3 separate regions of the Mus musculus genome follow, and regions 2 and 3 are each linked to region 1. The links are chromatin contacts, called in public HiChIP or PLAC-seq maps. All regions are on one chromosome and are shown on one strand. The core of a region is the stretch at or near the end of the contact, and the rest is flanking DNA. Distances in the headings are between cores, read along the strand shown.

The links. HiChIP or PLAC-seq counts read pairs in DNA pulled down with a chosen protein or histone mark.
Region 2: a contact with region 1 is called in an H3K27ac HiChIP or PLAC-seq map of embryonic stem cells, with 3 times the contacts expected there. The contact joins two enhancer-like sites. A contact is called at or near these places in 1 of 39 promoter capture datasets (the SN4741 cell line), 4 of 15 datasets of contacts at CTCF or cohesin (the NIH/3T3 cell line, embryonic stem cells and large pre-B cells), 22 of 484 Hi-C or Micro-C datasets (B cells, CD8 T cells, the G1E-ER4 cell line and 12 more) and 26 of 115 datasets of contacts at active chromatin or transcription factors (CD8 T cells, the NIH/3T3 cell line, bone marrow-derived macrophages and 14 more).
Region 3: an H3K27ac HiChIP or PLAC-seq map of embryonic stem cells shows a contact between it and region 1, with 25 read pairs. The contact joins two enhancer-like sites. A contact is called at or near these places in 4 of 484 Hi-C or Micro-C datasets (Th1 cells, bone marrow-derived macrophages, embryonic fibroblasts and 1 more), 10 of 115 datasets of contacts at active chromatin or transcription factors (bone marrow-derived macrophages, craniofacial prominence, embryonic basal ganglia and 5 more) and 2 of 9 other capture datasets (embryonic tail and embryonic trunk).

The regions. Positions count from the first base shown.
Region 1 is chr4:150,676,445-150,679,945 of GRCm38.p6, reverse strand. No RefSeq gene overlaps it. Among named protein-coding and RNA genes, the nearest start is that of Slc45a1, 26 kb to the right of the region's middle. Within about 2 kb of position 1,940, at least 33 of the 459 cell types and tissues checked have an H3K27ac peak or open chromatin away from gene starts, as enhancers often do. A contact at or near this core is called in embryonic stem cells, where this site is marked.
Region 2 is chr4:150,878,691-150,882,191 of GRCm38.p6, reverse strand. No RefSeq gene overlaps it. Among named protein-coding and RNA genes, the nearest start is that of Errfi1, 25 kb to the right of the region's middle. Within about 2 kb of position 1,656, at least 15 of the 459 cell types and tissues checked have an H3K27ac peak or open chromatin away from gene starts, as enhancers often do. A contact at or near this core is called in embryonic stem cells, where this site is marked.
Region 3 is chr4:150,825,448-150,828,948 of GRCm38.p6, reverse strand. It overlaps 1700045H11Rik (RIKEN cDNA 1700045H11 gene), which reads left to right. Exons shown (of 4, transcript NR_040649.1): 4 at 468-724. Among named protein-coding and RNA genes, the nearest start is that of Gm42356, 19 kb to the right of the region's middle. Within about 2 kb of position 1,773, at least 10 of the 459 cell types and tissues checked have an H3K27ac peak or open chromatin away from gene starts, as enhancers often do. A contact at or near this core is called in embryonic stem cells, where this site is marked.

The sequences.
Region 1 (3,501 bases), core at 691-3,190:
CCAGGCTGGTGTAATGGCTCAGTGGGTAAGAGTACCCGACTGCTCTTCCAAAGGTCCAGTGTTCAAGTCCCAGCAACCACATGGTGGCTCACAACCATCCGTAACGAGATCTGACGCCCTCTTCTGGTGTGTCTGAAGACAGCTACAGTGTACTTACATATAATAAATAAATAAATCTTTTTTTAAAAAAAAGTGGGCGCCACCACCCACTCTTTATTAGGGTTTCTATTGCTGCAACAAGACACCATGACCAAAAGCCAGTTGAGGAGGAAAGGGTTTATTTGGCTTACACGTCCACACTGCTGTTCATCATTGAAGGAAGTTCTGGCAGGAACTCAAGCAGGACAGGAACCTGGAGGCAGGAGCAGATGCAGAGGCCACGGAAGGTGCTGCTAACTGGCTTGCTCCCCAAGGCTTGCTCAGCCTGCTTTCTTACAGAACCCTGAACTACCCACAATGGACTGGACCCTCCCACATCAATCACTAACTAAAAAAAAATGTCTCACAGCAGGATCTTATGGAGGCATTTTCTCAATGGAGGTGCCCTCCTTTCAGACGACTCTAGTTTGTGTGTCAAGTTGACACAAGACCAGCCAGCCCACCATCTTTTTTCTTGGATCATGTGACATGGGGGCTCTGGAAACATAGCAGAGCGTGAAGCTCTGGATGGAAACAGGATTCATCTTCTATGTCATCTAGTTTCCTGTCACCAAGACAGACCCTGAGGAAACCCTCAGCTTCGCTCCCTCCTGCCACCAACAGTAACAGTTGCCTAAACTGATTTCTAGGACCTTTGAGGTCTTTGAACAACCTGAAGCCTGCAGCCATTCACTTTAGTCTGTGTAAGGCTGGTACCACTATGACGTCCCAGAACTCAGGCCTGCGCTCTCCGAGCATGCTACCGCTAGCGTTTCCTGAGCATGCGCTCTCCGAGCATGCTGCCGCTAGCGTTTCCTGAGCATGCGCTCTCCGAGCATGCTACCACTAGCGTTTCCTGAGCATGCGCTCTCCGAGCATGCTACCGCTAGCGTTTTCTGAGCATGCGTGCTATGAAAGCCCATGCTGCTCGCTCGTGTCATAAGTAAAGGCTTTTGATCTTGCCTGCGGCTCAGAAGTCCCTGTTTCTTAGCTCATAATTATATAATCTGGGGCTGGCAAGGTGGCTTGGCAGGTAAAGGCTCTTGCCATGAAAGGTTGACGGCCTTCGAGCGAGAGTTCAATCCCCGGAACCGCCATGAAAATGGATAGAGTTGACTCCACAAAGCCGTCCTCTGACCCCTGCAGCGGCTTCACCACACACATTGTTTCTGGAGAAGTGGTGTGCACACTTAGGTGCTAGAGGCAGGAGGATTGCCCCAAGTTTGAGGCCACCCTGGCCTGCACAATGAGTTCCAGGCGAGCCAGAGACACTGGCTCCAAATAAACAAACAAGTGAACAAAGAAACAAAACTCAACACGGGCCCACTGAGGAGGATCAGCAGGTAAAGGCTCCCAAGCCCCACAACTTGAGCCAAGTCCCTGGGAACCCACAGGTGGAAAGCAAGAACCGACTGGCCATCAAACCTTAATGAGAAGAACGAAAGAGAGAGAGAGAGAGAGAGAGAGAGAGAAGGTAGAGGTGACTACTCCTTGGTATGGTGGAGGGAAAGTTTATTATAGACCGTGGGAGAGCATAACCAGAGGCAGACACATCTGGGAGAGTCCAGAGTGGTCTTGACCCTGAAGCATGGGAGGAGAGGGGGAGGGGCAGGGAGAGAGGGGAGCCAAGTATAGAGCCAGGAGCCAAAGGTGCAAAAGAGGCAGAGAGGGTAGGTGACCAAAGCGTCTGAATTATATAGGGAACAGCCTCTGGGGGAAGGGCAGCCCAGCCCCAGGCTGGTGGAAGGGAGTGGGGGGGGGGGATGCCAGACTTACGCCATAGCAGGTAGGGACTGAGGGATGCTGGGAGAACCTGGAGGCCAGGTCCACTTTGTTATGTTAAATAGGCAGCACTCCAGACAGAGTCCACCCCCAGCCCCCCGTTCAACTGATCTAAAGCTCATGCACCCTCCCCCCTCCCCCACCTTCCTCCCCCACCCCCTCCCCCACCTTCATTTCCGCCAGCTTTCCCTCCCCGAGTTTCAGGGACATCCTGGAACAGTGTGAGATCCCGTTGCTATGCAGGCTTCTCCTGCCAGTGGCTTTTCTTCTCGGGGTGGGGGGGAATGCTCTTGTGCCATTGCCTGGGCTAATCGGATAAAAGCCGTTTGGCTTCCTTTCCAACCTTCCTAAACCTTTATTCCCCCAACATTTAAAAGAAGCCTCAAAGGAGAAGAATTATGGTGCGCTGCCCAGCCAGGGGTAGCGGGGTGTGCCTGCTGAGAGAGGGCTTGTCCGCTTTGTGCTTACAAAGTAGGTGGCTTGCCACTCTTTCAAGAAATATTACCGCACAGGCCATGGCTTAGCATTTACATGGATTAAATGGTCCTGTTTCCCCCAGGGACCACTGCTTCAGAAGCCAGAGTCTCTCAGCCTTTGTCCTTCCATGCACCCTACTGTGTACCTACTGTGCACCTTACCATACACCCCACCAAACACCCTACTGTGCACCCTACCATACACCCTACTGTGCACCCCACCATACACCCTACTGTGCACCCCACCATATATCCTACTGTGCACCCCACCATACACTCTACTGTGCACCCCACCATACATCCTACCGTACACCCTGCCATACACCCTACCAGCACAATCCTTATAAAAAGACTGAAGCAGAAACTGCAACCAACTTGTTGAGTTCTACCCTAATTTTTAAATATATATCATTATCTTGAAAATTAACACCTTGTAATTCCCCCTTCCCAAGACCCCCTGCTGTTAAGCCAACATCTGAGCCTACAGTTGTCCTTTGGCCCAGGTAGATGATGACAGGAGACACTTTCTGGCTCTGGTGTGTCTCTGAGGCAAGGGAGTAGCTGGTAGTGGTGTAATGTTGGTCTCAAGGTTTTCTGAGGGGAGCCTGAAGCTGGGTCCCTGCTCTCCTTCAACAACATTGCTGTTTGCAATAAGAACACACAACATGTAAAAGTGTTCAACCATTCATTAGAAACTTGAACCTTCCCAGAGGGAGACAGTTTATTATAGCCACAGACTAAGAATTAGACATTGACCCAGGTGTGGTGGTGCACACCTTTAATGCTAGCACTCAGGAGGCAGAGGCAGGCGGATCTCTATGCTCAGGGCCAGTCTGGTCTTTATAGCAAGTTCCAGACCAACCAGGGCTACACAGTGAATCCCTATCAAAAACAACAAAGAATCAAGCACTAAGGTCGCTTAGCTTGTAAATCTCTTCTATATATAATCAGGACCTGAGTTAGTCTAGTTGGTGAGTCCCAGGTTACTAAAACCCTGTCTCAGAAACCTAGGCAGACAGCCTCTGAGGAAGGATGCTGATGTCTTCTGCCCTCCTCATGCATGTGTGCACTGTTACACACATAAACACACACACACACCAGCAAA
Region 2 (3,501 bases), core at 407-2,906, 200 kb before region 1:
GGAAGAAGAAAGAAGAAGAAAGAAGAAGAAAGAAGAAGAAAGAAGAAGAAAAGAAGAAGAGACCAGCATGACTGAGGTGGAGTCTTCTGGGAAGTGTTTTCTGAGAGCACAAAGCTGTGTTCCAGAGATAGCCAAGGTTGTACCTTGTGCTGCCGCTGATCTTGATAATGTGTAAAAGTCACCCAGGTGGTACTGGTTTTGAAGGCACGAAGGGGTCATCAAGAGCAGCTGAGGCTTGGCACTGTGAGAGGCCATGGAAGGCCACTGGTGAAGGTGTAGCCTCACCTTGCAGTTGATGGCCCAGGACTGAAAGGGTCATGCAAAGGAGCTGAGGCTTGGCACCATGAGAGAGCCTCTGGTAAAGCCTAGTTGCAGCAGAAGACCCCAGTGTATGGAGATGCCAGTACCATGAGATGATCACCAAGAACAGCAGCAGCAGTGGAATAGATCAACTTGAGCTTCGAGTGCTACAGAGGGCAGAGCTGGAGGAGCCCAGAAGTTCACATGTGGATCCCAGACACTGAAACAAAAAGCTGTAACATTGAAGTTGCCTTGGAGACCCAGAAATGTTTGCGATGCCAGAGCGGTGGGCTATCTTCTGAGGTATGTTGCTAACAAGGAGTGGAACCAGCCCAAGAGAAAGTTTGTTGCAGTCGACAAAGATGAAAAAGGAAGTTGGAGATGTGAAGACTGCCTTGAAATCAAACATGGAGATGCAGAGTTTGGAGTTTGCCCAGGTGGTTTCCTGTCCTGCTTTGGGGATTGCAGTTAAGTGATTAAATGAATCTCAGAAGAGACCATGAACTTTGGACTTTTAACATTGTTGATAATACTATAAGACTATGGGGACCTTTGAAGTTGGACTGAATGTATTTTGCATTATGCTATGTTTAGATGTGACTCCCATAGACTCATGTTTGAACAAGCCTATGGGGGCCAGGGAGTGGAAAGTGATGGTTACTATATGCTCAGCCCAGGGAGTGGCACAATTAGAGGGTGTGGCCCTGTTGGAGTAGGTGTGTCACTGTGGGTGTGGGCTTTAAGACCCTCATCCTAGCTGCCTGGAAGTCAGTATTCTGCTAGAAGCCTTCAGATGAAGATGTAGAACTCTCAGCTTCTCCTATACCATGCCTGCCTGGATGCTGCCATGTTCCCACCCTGATGATAAATGAACCTCTGAACCTGTAATCCAGCCCCAATTAAATGTTGTCCTTATAAGAGTTGCCTTGGTCATGGTGTCTGAGCATTAAAACCCAAACTGAGACACAAGGTGCCTCTCTGAGGAGTGGAGGGGACCTGGAGAGGGCTAAGTGTTAAGTGTTCCAGCTCTGAAGGGACAGGTTTCCCCTATAGAACTTAGGTTCCAATTGCCAGGAATGTTTTCCCAGCCAAAGAGTTACAGCATGGCTCAAAAAGTCATCAGAAGCCAAGTAATACCACAACACACGGCACAACAAACCTCACACAAGAGATTTATTGAGACAGAAACACCTAGGATGGTGGCTTCCTGTGCTTGAGCAAGAATCAGGAGAGAAGTGGGCGGGACAGAGGGTTTATATAGGGTTTCTTGGGGGAGGGGGTGTGGATCTTCTCAGGGTGGCCTGGGATTGGAGGGATTACGTGGTCTGATCTTTAGGACAAGCCTCAGGGATTGGTGGAACTTTGTTCTTCTTGTAGGGCGGGGCCTGGCCACTCTACCTCAGGTCTGGGACCTGAAGACAACCTTCCTTACACAATGACCTTAGGTCTGGGTGATAGTGCCTGGGTACTCTTGGCCTTAAGGCTGGGAACAGCAGTCACAGCTGTTTTAAAAGCCTTTCCGGCCAGGTGGGGAAGTCTGGGGGCGGGGTCTGGCTCCCCTGGAGCGGCTCAGACTGAGGGTGGGGGTGGCTGAAGGAGAGGCCTGGCTACTTCCCAGCCTTAAAGTTTTATATAAAATATATAAAATTTGCAAAGGGAGTCTAGGAGTAAGAAAAGCCTTCCCTGGCTGCTTAAGTTGGCACGCAAAGCCAGCGGCGGGAAAGGAGAGGAAGAGGGACGGAATGGGCTTTATAAAGAGTACTCCATGTGCGATGAAGACGGTAGCTATAGGAGGCGATTTAACAAGGGTGGGTGGGGACGCACCAGGTTCCGAAATGTGGGCAGTTTTCCTAACAGATACGCAGTGGCTTCTGAGCCTCTGACCGCTCGCGCGCGGCAACTGTTCGCGGCTGCAAGTTTAGCGCTTCGCTCGCTCACACAAGGGCTGGACCAGTGCAGCCAGCTGGGAATCCGGAGTGCAGTATGGGACAGTTCCAAAAATTCACCTAGAATGGAAAAACCCCAGGATGCCGTAAGGCACCGCGTGTGATCACCTAAATGTCGGACAGAGGTTTCTTCCCTGTGGTTAGTTGATATCCTAAACAGATAACCGGTTGCCTACAAATTTGGGCCACCTGGCTGACATTCTATGTCCCAGAAAGCTGAGGTCAAAGGTGCATCCAAACAGGCTTTCTCACAGCCTGCCGCGGGCAAGAAATGTTATCTCTGGGCCGTGCACGTGATCTGCCCTAAACGGACGGTGTTATAAGGCCTCAGTGAACCGAGCGGGGCCATTTAGTGGATCCAAGTCCATTCAAAGATGAAGGCTGTGTGTGTGTCTAAAAAGAGGGTGTAAGCGGGGTTTCTGGAAGGACCGTTCAGATACCCTTCTTCTCCCAGATTTATCTAGAATCCCGTCTCGTTTTTTGTTTTTGTTTTGTTTCCCCCCACCCCCACCCCCGGATGCATTGGTGGGTAAAGAAGATAAACTCAAGAAGAAGCCAGAGCCTGCAGTTGTGCGACAAAGAAGGGGATGGCTCTTCCAAAGTAAAAGTGGAGGTGGAGAAGAGAGCAACAGAGGCCTGGTCTTGGTCTGCAACTGGTGCTGGCTTGTCAAAGCGGGTAAGATGGTGTGGGTGGCTCGGGTGGGAGCGCGCGGACTGTCGAGCTCTTCCGAGGAGGGGTGCAGACTGGGAAGAGAGCAGTTAGTGTCAGAGAGCTTCAACACCCGATCGATCGCGGTTCCCACAGGGCGTAGCGACCTTCTTTAGGTGTCTATCCAAAAATACCTCACTGTTCTCTAACAGCGAGGAAGGTTGGTGGAGCCCTGGACGGCCAGCCGACAGCAAAGAGGACCGTTCCAGTCCTCAGCTTGAAGGTCCGCAGGCCGTACCTTTCAACATTTAGAGCCCGAGGATTCTTCGGTAAATCACCCCAAGTCGGCCACTAGTGGTGGGCTTGGGCCATCCTGTTCTCATGGTAGGGAGAAAGTGACAAGGAGAAATGCATAAAAACTAAAGACAGATAAGACAAACAAGAAACGCAAGAGCGGTCGGTCGGTCAGGTTTATCTACTGGACCTCGGATTAACAGAACCTAAGGGACATCAGATTAACAGAATCCAAGAACCTTGTGGACGCCCCAGCCCCGACACCCGGCCGTCTCCCCCAGGGTCAGAAAGCAGGAGACATGATCAGAGCAG
Region 3 (3,501 bases), core at 524-3,023, 150 kb before region 1:
TGCCACAAAGGCCTGGCTCAGCGTAGGTTGTCTGGCAAATTGCAATTCCAGCTTTATCTTGGGGTCTCCAGGGAGAAGGCAGACAAAGCCTCCTTCTCTGGTCTAACCTGACTAAGTCAGACTCTGCGAGTGGAGGCCGCTGCCAGCGTTGGGGGAGGTCCACGTTCTGTCTTGGAGACCCTGGGGCCTGTTGTTCCTGCGGCTTCCAGTATGAGCTTTTCAGGTGCTGCCTTCTGCTGCCTCCAGGGTACTTAATTTGGTGAGTTTGGTAGTTTTCAAAGGTTTTTATTACTTAAGTATCCATCAGCTAGTTCATAAACGAGTGAGCCGTTGACAGGTTATTTTTTTTATAACTTTTTATAGAAGTGTAATTCAGGAAAGGTAAAGATCTATTTACTGTTCACTGAGCTGCCTGACCTGGCGTTAAATAGTCCTCTACAGTGGGTATTTGTAATTGTTTCCTTTAGATGGAATCTGAAAACTGAACTAATGACGTATGGAGCCAAAAGCACAGCTAAGAGAGTAATTCCCAAGCTCGATGTTTTATGTGTGCAAGCTAAGTGGATTTTCTCCATACTTCACGGAAGAAGTAAGGCGACCACCGGAGCGCTAAAGAGGAGGTCCTTTGGTATTTGAATTATTTCACTGAAATAAGATCAGGCTCGAAAAACCTCTTTAAAACTAAGGTGATGTTTCCAGAAATAAAGATCACATAGTGGTTGCCTGAAACTGAGTCTGAATTCTTTGGCTCTTCATAAATCCAGATCTAAACGAGGTCTCATGGTGTGTGCATGCACCCCACCACTAATGAGGCTGAGGCAGGAGGATTGTGAGTTGGAAGACTTCCTGGATATGTTCTCTCCAAAGGCAAAGGGCTGGAGTGCCCAAAGTTCTGAGTTCCATCCCGGCAAGGAAACAGGAAATGAAATCTACAGGTATTTTGAATATGGAAAGGCTTCTCTAATTTGTTTACTTTGAGGGAATTTAGTGGTTAAAAGTCATTCCAGATGTTCTCAGCTGGAGGAGAGAGATCGGCAAGGAGAAACTTGCCCCTTAAGAACCTAAGTGTGGGGTGGGCACCTTCGTGGGGTGGGGTGGCTAGAGAGATGGCTCAGTGGTTGAGAGCACGGACTTCTTTTCCAGAGGTTCTGAGTTCAATTCCTGGCTGAAGAGGGATTTACTCTGACACTCCTGTGAATGTGGCGGAATCCCTTTCCCTAGGACAGTTGTCTCTTGTGACCTGACTGGCCTGTAGCTAATTGGTGATTAAGGCCTTGAACGCAAGCCACGAAATGGCTTCATCTGTCCCTTCCTCCACCCGTCAGCTTTGCCCTTGCGCTGTTCTGGGTCTCAGACTTCCCTCTCTCTAATCCAGGTTTTGTCACGCTGCCCACGGTGATTCTTTGGACAGCAGTCCTCCACCGTGTCAAATCCTTCCTGTTCTGCCTGTTCAAATCCTCCCAACATCACTTCTCAAAGTGACAGAAAGACAGGATGAAGCACTGCCACAGAATAAAACAAGATCTAACCCAGGGCCCTGCCTTCCTAGGTATCCGAGCCTCAGGGACCAACCATTATACCCGGGTCTGGGCTTTCCCTTCACAATCCAGCCCTACTACCCTCCTGCCCAGGGGATATTTGCCACCACCGCCTCCCCAGTTACCCTTCCCTGGGGCTACTTCCCTCTCCTGCCTTTTCTCAGCTTCCGGTCCACCCAGCTCCTATGCACTGCAGTCTCAATCCACAGGATCTACTTTATTGACATTGTCTTCCCTACTTGTGTCTAAGGATTGGGGTTTCCTGCCAGTGCCTCGCCACAGGCAACGGGCCCAAGGACTTGTGATGCCCAGGTCCCTGATTTTGCTACTTTGTTTTAAATCTAACTCTTTCTTGAGTTATTTCCTTGGGATAAATCAATCAAAGTAAAATGATCAGATCAAAGGAAGCGATTAAATCTTTGGGCACTAATTGCTGGTTGGCCAGCCAGATCAATTGCTCTAATTTACACTTCCAAGGGTTCCATTCTTCTCCACATTTCTCTGTCAGTGAGTGTCTGGTTTTATTTCAAACCTCTTTCTTTAAACTTCACAAGGAAAGAGAGAACAAGGGAGGGAGGGGAGGGTCAGAGAGAACACCAAAGCAGAAAGCACGCAGTCCTCTTAGTTGTATGTCTCTGAGCGATTAGTTTTATAACAGTCTGTTGGGACTCCACTGTTTTTTGATCAGAAGAATTTAATACCTGAAATCCCACCCACCCCACCCCCCTCCGTAAGTTTCAATTGCATGAAGCACACATGATTAAGGAAAACCACAGGACTGTAAACTCCAGAGCCTGAGGATCTTCTTTTAAAAGGGGCAGCAGGCTAGGGGAACAGCCCAGTGGGTGAACTGCTTGTTGTACCAACACAGAGACCCAAGTCGAGATCCTCAGGACCACGTGACCCCCCCCCCCCATCCTACCCTACCACCCCAAGCATGGTGACACAGGCCTGCAGTCCCCAGTGCTGGGGTGTGGAGACAGGAGGATGCAGCAGGAGGGGGTGGGGACAATTGGCAACCTCCAGATTGAGTGAGAGAGGCCTGTGTCTTAAAAACAAGATGGGGAACAGTGGGTGAGGGCCCCTAGTGTCGATGTGTACTCTCTACCCTTGAACATACAGGCACAGGAATCTTGAAGCACACATACACACATGCATGTTGCATGTACACATGTACACATGCTGGTCACTTAAAACAAAGAAGAAAAGGACAACAGGGTTACCGACAATTGGAATCAGACCCTCTGTCTGGACCTTGGTATTTTCATCTACTGGATGGGAGTCTGTAGAATTTCAGTAGCAACAGAGGGACCGGGGTCATTTAAGAGATATCCAATACACTGTGTAAACAAACTCACGTGAGGACAGAGAAATGATTGATTAAGCGCTATTAAATCAGCCCCACCCCCCACCCCCTTTCTTTTTAAATCCAGCAAAAGTAAAGAAGAACCTTTAGGATTAGCAAACAGCTTTTCAGCGAAGGGCAGCGATGTTCCACGTCAGCTCACTCAGGCCCGACATGATTCGGCCCAAATTGATGGATGGCGTGCAGGGTTATCTACAGCAGTTAGTCAGGGTGATTTTCCACTGAAGGTGGACTCTGAGGACCTGCAGGCAGGAAGGGGTTAAGCCAGGTGCAGAGTGAGCTGCAGACAAGGCCAGGGCTCATTAGAAATCTGGTATTTCAGGTTGGACTGGCCTTTGGGAACGGCTGCTCCTTTGTTCAGGGGCAAACACACTTTAGATCTGGCTGCACTCTCAATGGTGACTTGTGGAAAACAGAGGCTTTTCCAGCTTTAGAGAGTGAGGCCGGGCCTCTGAGCAGAGTTTACAAATCCCAGACACCAATGCCAGGGTTCCTCAAAGCTACATTGTCCTGTGTAATTATAGTCACCAAAGAGGTGGCTGAAGTAGCCTGCCGCTGTCAGGAGACTGTTCAGGGCTTGCTGTCTGCAGAGCTTCA